Linked DNA regions of Mus musculus: region 2 is linked to region 1. Evidence: chromatin contacts called from public Hi-C data. All regions are on one chromosome and are shown on one strand. The core of a region is the stretch at or near the end of the contact, and the rest is flanking DNA. Distances in the headings are between cores, read along the strand shown. Region 1 overlaps Gm14936 (predicted gene 14936). Region 2 holds the start of Dach2 (dachshund family transcription factor 2).

Evidence for each region. A called contact is a pair of places that touch in the nucleus more often than the background predicts.
Region 2: a contact with region 1 is called in a Hi-C map of liver, with 4 times the contacts expected there. The contact joins the promoter of Dach2 here to the enhancer-like site in region 1. A contact is called at or near these places in 10 of 39 promoter capture datasets (the 3T3-L1 cell line, the C10 cell line, the HPC-7 cell line and 4 more), 2 of 15 datasets of contacts at CTCF or cohesin (large pre-B cells and pro-B cells), 2 of 484 Hi-C or Micro-C datasets (gonadal supporting cells and liver), 3 of 115 datasets of contacts at active chromatin or transcription factors (large pre-B cells, pro-B cells and stem cell-derived neural progenitor cells) and 3 of 9 other capture datasets (adipose tissue, liver and pancreatic islet).

The regions. Positions count from the first base shown.
Region 1 is chrX:112,980,763-112,985,729 of GRCm38.p6, forward strand. Gm14936 (predicted gene 14936) reads right to left here. Exons shown (of 4, transcript NR_166839.1): 4 at 102-2,344. Among named protein-coding and RNA genes, the nearest start is that of Gm14936, 27 kb to the right of the region's middle. Within about 2 kb of position 3,544, at least 6 of the 459 cell types and tissues checked have an H3K27ac peak or open chromatin away from gene starts, as enhancers often do. A contact at or near this core is called in liver, where this site is marked.
Region 2 is chrX:113,295,995-113,301,206 of GRCm38.p6, forward strand. Dach2 (dachshund family transcription factor 2) reads left to right here and starts at 2,262. Exons shown (of 13, transcript NM_033605.2): 1 at 2,262-2,941. The coding sequence starts at 2,433.

The DNA of each region.
Region 1 (4,967 bases), core at 2,294-4,793:
ATCTTAATTTATGCACTCTATTGTGCTATATACGCTAACATATTATTTATAATATAAATAAATTATACAAGTGTATGAAGTGCTATAGATTTCCTTATTTTACAACTCATAACAAATTAACAATAGCAACAAAACAGGTATTTGTAAAACAGTAAGAAGACAGATTTGATAACAAAATAAAAATGTAGCTTTCTTTCCAAATGGTGGGGAGGAGGCAGATATTTCTTTTTCAAATATCATTGAAACATCAAATTATGGAGGAAAACAAAATGACAATACAACCAAATTTTATACCTCAAACTTGCTTAAAATATAACAATAACTACAGCAAGAAGCACAATTGAAAAATGTATTTTCTAAGGAATATTTGGAAAAATGGCTTGTTCTAAGACCAGAATAGGGCAGACACAAAGTAAGTATGGAATATTTTATTTACTCTGAATACAATTCTTTAAAATTTTTACTGGCTGATTATTAAGAAAACACACATTTCATGAGAAAATATACAACAATAGGAACATCAAAATAAGTAAATCCTAGGACAAAAAAATCATGAACCCCTGCTGGCAGTAGTAGAAAATGTCTAAGTGAACATGGAAGAAGGATTCCTGTTTAAAATAGGATGATGATATGTGTGCATAAAGTGGCATAATTGTAATCCCTACAGTTTACAATTATAATAACAAAACCAGATCATTTAATAATAACCAAAAGAATCTTGCTCTTGGGGTAAATTACAATGAGAACCTTTCAAATTCACCTAGTCTCAAAGTGACTCCCCAGCAAAAGCATATTAATTGCCAAGGTAAAAAGAAAAAGTACATTAAATAATTTATTCATGACTTTGATCAAGGGACAAGAAGATACTGTAGAACTGCTTTAGCATAAAAGAATTTAATGAATTATGTCAACAAACATGGCAGCAAGTCTAGACTACCTCTCAATTGGAGGGTGGTATTCTACAAAGAACACAATGAGTCAAATGAGAGGAACTGAATGTTAGAGATATATTATTGTAAATGCATGTGTCATATTCTTAGGACTACAGTTTATATAACTCATCACTAATTTGTCTGAGTAAAGTAGTGTCTGTTTCTGTGCCTGTATGTGACAGAGAACAAAGAAATGCCAACAGACATATCAGGATAAGGAGTATACAACATTTCTTTGTATGCTTTTTATTTTCATTTATTTTTAAGTAAGAATTTATTTTCAAAAATATTTGTTTAAACATAGACCCTAAAAGTAAAATCCAATAAACAAATGTAACTTGCTTCCCCTTACTCAGGAAAGGATTTACATCTGCTATGGTAAACCTGGTCAAAACTCAGTGACTGATGAAGTCATTAGACCTAGAAGGCAAGCTCCTTTTGATGTTTTGCTAAATTAACATGGTATGCCCATAAACTTTCCTTTGAGACACCTACATTTGTGCTCATAGATTAGGGCTGCTGTCCACTTGAGTCAGAGAAGCTGGCCAGCAGTAATTGTGGGCTCCCATAACTGATCAAAGTGCTGAGAGTAAGTGACCAATGCTCAAACAGAAATGGGACATATAAATTACCGCATTCAAGTTCCAAGGAACACCCTGTAAAGCATGGTAGAGTAAATGTAAAAGCTGGAGAAAGGAGAGGAATGGAAACTTGAGTCTGAGTTCTGGGCATAATGTGACTGCCGTACTCCTAAACTCATTTCAGCTGAAATCACCTGATAATACTTGTACAAGATTGGCCCTGTCATCATCTTCTCATGGAAGATGGAGGGCCACCCAGAGATACACTCCTCTATGAAGATTTATATACCTATAGTGATTGATGGGGGAGGGATAGCAATTTTATATTTGTAGTTGTGGTTGTAGCCACTGGTAAGGTACCATGCTTTGATAAACAAGTCCTCACTCATAATTCTGTAAACGGCCCTAATGAAACATACTGGGACACACACACACACCCCACAAAGGTGCGAAAGTAAGATTTTTGAGAAAGTATGGAAGTGGAAAGAAGGAAGAAATCTTCAAGAGTGGGTAAAGGACAAGAGAGGATAACAAATATGGTGAAGAAACATTGCACACATATATGAAAAAATAATGAAACACATGTTTATATACAATTGGCATATACTAAAAAATGTTAAATGTCTCTAGACCAATCTGCTAAGATATTTCAAGTTATAATTCTAGTAGTTTTCCATTTTGGATCTGTGGTCTCTATAGAACTGCAGTCCTTTTAGTATATAACCTGTGGAGCATCATTTGATCTGACCTGATTTTCAATTCTTCAGGAATATTTTTGTTCCATTACTTCAGCACTACAACTGATCTCCAATCTGTCCTCTGTGTTTCCACCTGGATATAAAGATAAGGTGGAAAAACTCTTACAACAGACCCAGTCAATCCAGATGTACATAGGCCTATGTCTATAATCTCAACTACTTTGAATGCTTAGTCATGAGAATTTCAAGCTTAAGGTCTGCCTGAGCTGCAGTAGAAGTTTATTGTCAACCCAGACAACTTAGTGAAACCATGTCTCAAATTTTTAAAAGTAAAAATAGATTCCAGTGGTGCTGCACGCCTTTAATCCCAGCACTGGCAGGAGGATTTCTGAGTTCGAGGCCAGCCTGGTCTACAGAGTGAGTTCCAAGACAGCCAAGGCTACACAGAGAAACCCTGTCTCGAAAAAAAAAATAGATTCCAGCATTTGGGAGGTAGATGTAGGAAGGCCTCTGTGAATTCAAGGCCAGACTTGTCTACATAGAAAGGTCCAGGCCATCCAGGTCTACAAAAAGAAGTCTTCTCTCCATAATATATGGGGATATAAATTATTTGGTAATTTGAAGCCTTAGATTCAGTCCCTACTGATGCAAAAACATAAAGAGACAAACCCAAAGAGGCTTAGTAAATGATTGATTTGTTAATACATTGTGAACTGAAAAATTGTTACTCTCCCACCCAAAGTTTTTACACAGAAATCTTAACTTCCGATGTAACTATATTTGAAGATAGGCTTTGTGAAATAATTATGGTCAAATGAATTAATAACAATTAATAATAAGCTGATAGGATCATTGTCCTAAGAAGAAAAGTGGAAGAAGTCATGTTTTCACTCTGTGAGTGCTCAGAGGAAAGGACATGAGGACAAAATCATTCAGTATAAACCAAGATGCTAGATCTCAAGAGAAACTAAACCACTAGAAAGTCGATCTTAGAACTTTACAGTCTCCATATTTAAGAAAATAGATTTCTCTGAAGTCAGCTGGTCTTTGTGTACTTTGTCATGGTAGCCTGAGGCCCAGACTGCCAATTTGTCTCCTTTCTCAATTCTGTTCACCCCTCACCAGTCAGTTTTTGGTTTACTTAAGAAAACATTTAGTGTGTGTGTGTGTGTGTGTGTGTGTGTGTGTGTGTGTGTGTATCTGTGTTGGGTGCATTTTTTTCTTGCCATTATATCCACATACCTCGGAGGTCAGAGGACAAGTTGTGAGGTCAGTCCTCTCTTTGCACCATATGAGTTGAAACCAGGTCAGCAGGAAATCACCTTTACCCATTAAGCAATGCCATGTTTCCTTTACAGAAAGCAGAGGAATGCCTGCTTCCGATGGACCAGAGGCTCTATCCGAAGCAGAAAAATCCATGAAAGAACACTTCCATAGCATCTCAAACTTTGATTTTACCACAAAAATAACTCCCTTTAATTGGGACTTTATGTTTGGCACTGTGATGAGATTTTTTTTCTAAAAATAAAATCACTTAGTTCTAACAATAAATCTCTACAATATGTGGCAATTTTTAAAAAATAAAAATCTTGTAGCTGTTTAGCAATTACAGGTAAACAAAATGAGGCAGTAAAACTTAAGATACTTATTTACAAAAGACTCAAAATTCTAATTCAAGTTTTTGAGTTCTTAACCACTTCTAATGGTCTTTTTTAACAGTTTTCTTTTGTAAACTTGATGTTAGAGAGAATGATACCGTAAAGAGAAATATTAGACTATGAACTGATTCATCTTTAGAAGTAGTAGAAACTTCATTCATTAAGTAGTTTAAGTACACAATACACTGCGTTAAACTTTGTGGCACGATAGGAGCAAAGTTTCTAATTTTAATCATTTACTCATGTGTTTGGTCACTGCCTAGTATTTCTTCAAGGGAGGACAAACATTTACTTTAGTCTGACCCATTATTTGCTGGAGCTTTACCCAAATGCCAACACTATGTGCCTGTGTCTCTTTCTCATTCTCCTTGATGAACAGGATGCACACAACAGAGCCATCTGGCAGTGGGGAGAAAATGGTGTAAAAATGAGATATGTGTGTGTAAATAAAATGTTGATGAATGAATCTCTGAGAGCTGAGATGAAAGTGAGGCAGAACAGATAGGTAAATCATCCTGATACTTGTGTTAGTGCTGAAATGATGCTCCTCAGCTTTTTTTCCCCTCCTGACAGCAGTGTGGGTGACAAGGAATATTTTCAGTTTTGCTGCTGACACAAATACTGAGGCACAAGAAGCAGTTTCCATTTTGCTGTTGAGTAAGCAACCTGCCTTCCAGAGAAAAGGCAGCATATTGGACTACTTACCTACAATGTGTACTTTATGTTCAAATGAGGGTAAGGTGGCATGAAAAACAATCAGATGGAAATAAATATTAGTGAAATGTGAGTGAAGTCAAGTTTATTCTTTTTGTGTGTGGTTTTCTTTCCCTTTATATTGATTTTGATCTCTAAATTGAGTGTAAGATTTGGAAAAGAAAATTCTTGAAATGGGATAATTTCTAATCTTCATTAGAATGTATGATGTTTTATATATACTGAATGGTTCCCAAATACCAAACACTGTGCTCTCCTGTTTGTCTTCCAAGTCACTGTGAGGTATAGATAGATCATTACTGTCTCTATTTTTGCGGATGATGATATGGCTTAGAGATACTGAGTAACTTACCTAAAAGCTTGGATAATAGTCTGATTTCACAA
Region 2 (5,212 bases), core at 1,012-3,511, 310 kb after region 1:
AATGTTCTACCTGTTTCATTTTATATCATATTTTTAAAATATAAAACATCCAAACATCTGAGCCCATTTGTGAGAGAGAAAAAAGCCACCAAGTTCAGAGTGTTAAACTCTATTCTTATAAACTCTATACTGTTTTGAGTCTTTTGGTAATGTTAGGGCAAGACTAAGGTATGGTGGGCTCTCGTGTACCTGTACACACATCCTTATAGTATCTTATTGCTAAAAACCTCCAATTACTGTAAAAGGAAGCCTTTTATATTGTAGTTGCAGCCATACACAGGGAAGTGCTTGATCTTAGGATCATCAGTGTAGAGTTTTCTCAAATAAAACTCGGCATAAAATGTATTCTTTTGGAAGTTTTTATTGCAACAACACCAGAGGTACATTTCAACATATTGTTTAATAGACATCCCATTCAAACACCTCTTGTACAGATTTTAGGTTTCTTTTTGTTTTTTGTGTTTTTTTTTTAATAAAGGAACAATTAGTAAATACTAAAAAGTATGGTGGTGCTGTTATATTGTCTTTGCAAACCACTGCATTCTCTGGGAACCTTTTCTTTCTCTTTCTATCTTTTTGGTGCCCTTATTTCTTCTCATTTTTCTCCCAAGATCGTAGCAAGTAAGCAGAAACAATTTCATGCCTTTAAAAATGATTTGTGATTGAATGTATTCCAATCTATTATGTTAGAGTTGCTTATTCCTGTATTCCAAAAGCCACTGTCATCGTGAGATCTTCACATTTTGACCTCATTCAATTTGAAATAGAACACTATGAAGAAACTCAAAAGGAAATTTGTAATACTTGCTTAATGAAATGACAGAAGGAAAAAAACAAACAAATGGTAGAAAGAGAGACATATATACCTTCCATAGGACATTTTCAACTTAGGACGTGGGGAAAAAAACACACTCACTTGCCCTGCTCAGCATGTTTCTAAAAGTATTTATGCTCTGGAAGAATATCAGAGAAGTTATGTAGCTATGAGGGTGGTAGCTTTTGTAAATAAATGTAACCTGAATTTAATGCACTGTATAACTACCAGCTCCTCTAGAAGATAGTAAAGGAAATACCTTGCAGCTCATTAAAACCTTGACAAAGAATTTAAAACAACTTGGCTAAGGTGACTTAAATATGATATGTTGTATGGAAATGACTATGCTTTTCTTCAGGCAGGTACCCTATTCAGATATTTCCTTCAATGTGTATTATGTACTAAGTGTGGGAGGTTTGGTAGGTAGGGGAAGAAGAATCATGAGGAACCATTTAAGATATAAATAAAGCCTTTGGAATGCCTGGGCCATTCACTGGTTTAGGAGACCTTTGTGAGGGAGAAAAATATACAAGTTCAGAGTGTTAAACCCTATCCTTATAAATTATATACTGTTTTAAACCTTTTGGTAATGTTAGGGCAAGGCTAAGTAAGGTATGGTGCACTTTCGTGCACATGCACACACACACACACAGACACACACACACGCACACGCGCGCACGCGCGCGCGCGCGCGCGCACACACACACAACCCTAGTCTGTTTCAGAGAGTGGCGGAAGTGTTGTAAAACAATCCACCCATCTGTTACAGAGGCTTCCCACCGCGCTTCCTAAACCTCCTTGAGCAGTAACAGGATCTCAACCAGCAACTCTGATATGAATGCAAGAATTCTGGGGAGCGGTCCTGTGGACGCTGGATAAGGAAGATATTACAGCCAGTGATCTAAGTGGGTAAGAGAAAGGCCGAGTTGTTCACTTGTGAACTCTCTGGACTCTTTCTCCAGGATACTGGGAGAAGCCACCTTTTCTTTCCGCTGAGTTTAGGGGAAATGTGCAAGTTGAATTAGAGCTAAGTCACTTTCATGCGAGATGGCTCTGGGTGTGTGGTGAATGAAACACACTTGTGAGTCCCGTTTGTGACCCTTCTAATCCTCCACTTAGGAGAAGACAGGCTGGAAGCATGGTCCCCCTCAGAGACCTGACAATTGGACTCTCTGCTCTGATCTCCAGGCAGTGAGCAAGGCTGCACACCGCCCCCTTCTCCCTTCTTGTGTTCCACCTCCATTCACCGAAAGTCCCACACGGCTTCAGGTAGGCAGAGGCTGGCTAGGGAGTCTCCACCCCTAGCTGGCGGCAGCCATTCTGCGGGCTCGGGCGCTGAGGGGGTGGGGCCCATTGGCTGGGGGGCGCTGCCAGTCTCGGGAGGGGGTGTGGTGAGGGTGGGCTCTTGGGCCGCCGCGGGTCGAGGCTGCTCACAGTGTGTAGGGTGGTGGATGAGCTGGAGCCGGAGCCAGCGCGCTTCAGACTTGAGAACAGTTCAGAGAGTCAGAACGTGCCTGAAAGAGAGAGAGAGAGAGTCAGCGAGTGAGCGCAAGGGGACCTAAAGGAGTCAGGGAGAGAAAGCTAGGGCTCTAAGAGCTAGGCTCAAGACAGAGTGACCATGGCTGTCTCTGCACCTCCGGTGATCTCTGCAACTTCCAGCAGCGCCGGCGTCCCGGGGGGTTTATTCCGGGCTGAACCCCTGTATTCGTCTCCAGGAGAGCCCCCTCGCCTAACCCCTAACATGATCAACAGTTTCATGGCCAATAACCATAACGGCAGTGTCTTGGGTGGCGGGATTGGTGGTGGCAGCGGTGGCAGCAGCAACACCAACACAAACGAGTGCCGGATGGTCGACATGCACGGGGTGAAGGTAGCTTCATTCCTGATGGATGGCCAGGAACTGATCTGCCTGCCGCAAGTCTTTGACCTTTTCCTCAAGCACCTGGTGGGAGGGTTGCACACAGTGTACACTAAGCTGAAGAGACTCGACATATCTCCGGTGGTGTGCACTGTAGAGCAAGTTCGAATCCTCCGTGGGCTGGGGGCCATCCAGCCAGGGGTGAATCGTTGCAAGCTCATCACCAGGAAAGACTTTGAAACTTTGTTCACCGATTGCACCAACGCCAGGTGAGACACTCATTGCTTGCTTGCCTTTCTCTCTTTACCCCTTAGCCCTCTTCTGCATGTCTCATCCAACTTGGTCTGTAGAGGTTGAGTTCTGCTTCTTTGCATTGTAATCGGCGGGGTTGAGAGAACTAGGAGGGCTCATAAATTAATTGCCAGTCCTTTCTAGGCTGCTTTCAGTGGTAGGGCTTCAATTTGAAAAAGTCCCGCACAAACTTCAGTAGCAATCATCCACTGAAACTTTACAGCCGTTCGCCTACATTTTGCATGGCTTTTTGGCTGTTGTGGTAGTTATTTTCTTTATTTGCTTTTCTTTCCTGCTCTTTTGTGGCCATACGGGTCGGATAGTTTTTCTTCTGAACACGGGCATCAAGGGCTTTCTTGGGTATGGGGGCTGGCTGAGCTGTAACCTGGGCTCCTAAGCTGGCAACCGAGAAAAAGGCATTTAGGGGGTGCAAGGGAACGGAAGTCTAGAATCCATCCCAGAGGGTGATTCGATCCCCATCCTGTATGTTTGTTGTGAGAGTGTTTGGGATGTGTGTGCTGTGGTGGTGAAGGTGGTGTGTGTGTGTGTGTGTGTGTGTGTGTGTGTGTGTGTGTGTGTGTATGCTTGTACAAGTGCCTACAAGGACATATGCTCATGCCTGCTGCGCAAAGCTCCCTGGTGCATGGTAAAGTAGATGATGAGTCCTATTTAAAAACAAAAACCAAAAAACAAAACAAACGATGAGGACAGATGCCACTTTCCTGGAATCCTACCTCCTGGGCCACCTGCCGAGGTTAATGTGGGGCACGAAATGCTGAGGCTCAGGCTAGGCTGAGGCTTGGTGTAAAAGTTAGTAGGCTTTGTTGTTGTAGTAGTTGTTTTTTGTTTTTGTTTTTTTGTTTTTTGTTTTTTCTTTTTAGAGGATGAGCCAGCTCCTCCACCTCAGACAAACCAGTTAGTTGAAAGGATCCCATTTCCCCCAAGAGAGGATTGTTTAAATAATAATAGCCACCTTCCCAAGTCATAAGTGTACCTCCTTGATATCACAGTTTAAACGCGCATCAGACTCTGTTCATGTGCACTTAGAAGCAACTTGAGTTTGATGTTTTGAATAAAATTTTAGGAAAGGAAACCGTTGAGAATTATTTGACATTCAAAAATACGAATTAGTAATCTTAGTGTTTCATCTCCAGTCTGGTAATATCTCAGAAAAGGAATCATTTACAGACAAGATTAGTGTACAAATCAGGAAATTGCAATGAAAAAGGAGCAAAGAGCTTTGCTGTAAAGCAGCAGCATGGTTGATCATTTTATAAAGAACTTCTGAGGTCTAGTCTCATAATACAACTTTAAATGATGGCGTTTCTGGGTCTGAGGAATGAACCTGCAACTACAGGGTCATGTCTGTTGTAAAATCTAAATTGCTGTCTTTAGCGGAGATGTATTGACGATAACTAATAGGCAAACTGTTGCTTACTAGTGCAATAAGCAAAATATTGCTATAGAGCTTACAAGAGAACCTTTTCTTGTTCCTTCTGAGCAACTTTTGTGTTCAAGCAACTAAACAGAACCAGTTCAGAGGGAAACTCCTACCGGATTCCCATGTAAAGCTTAAAACCCTGGCTTATAAAGTGGAATTTCTTAAGGTAGATGCAGTAAAACACAAAGGGTAAGAGCCTCTCTCAATGCAAGACAAAATTATGGGTTTAAAAAAATAGAAATATTTTATAGAAAATAGAAAATTTTCACTTTGATTACAAAGAATATTACTAATACATGGACTCAGTGAGTTACCAGAACTTCTAATGGAAGCCATGTGATTCATTTATTGATATCAGATACACTGACTTAAAAATGATTGCAGAGAGAAAAAGCCATATTCATCTTTTCTCTCTCTTTCTCCCTCTCCCTCTCTTTGTTTTTTTTTCCTTCCCTTTTCTTCTTCATCATTCTCCTCCCCCAAACTGTTATTCCTAGTGTGAAAATTTTATACAGGGACCCTTCCCCCCTTTTTTCAATAATTAATATTCTCATTCTTGAGAAATATTTATAAGTTTCACTCTTAGAATAAACAGATTGTTATTTTATTATGAGTTTGATATTTAGTCTAGAAATAAGAACTTTAAAAATTTTTTAATGAGACATGCCAAAGAGATAAATAATAAATTATTTAGTTATATTGAGATAGGTTGTTCTATACTATTTTGGAATCCTGTTTTAATGTGTTTAGGTTCTTGTTTTAGTCTGATTAAGCTTTATTTATTCCTTTTCATTTGTATAGCTAACAT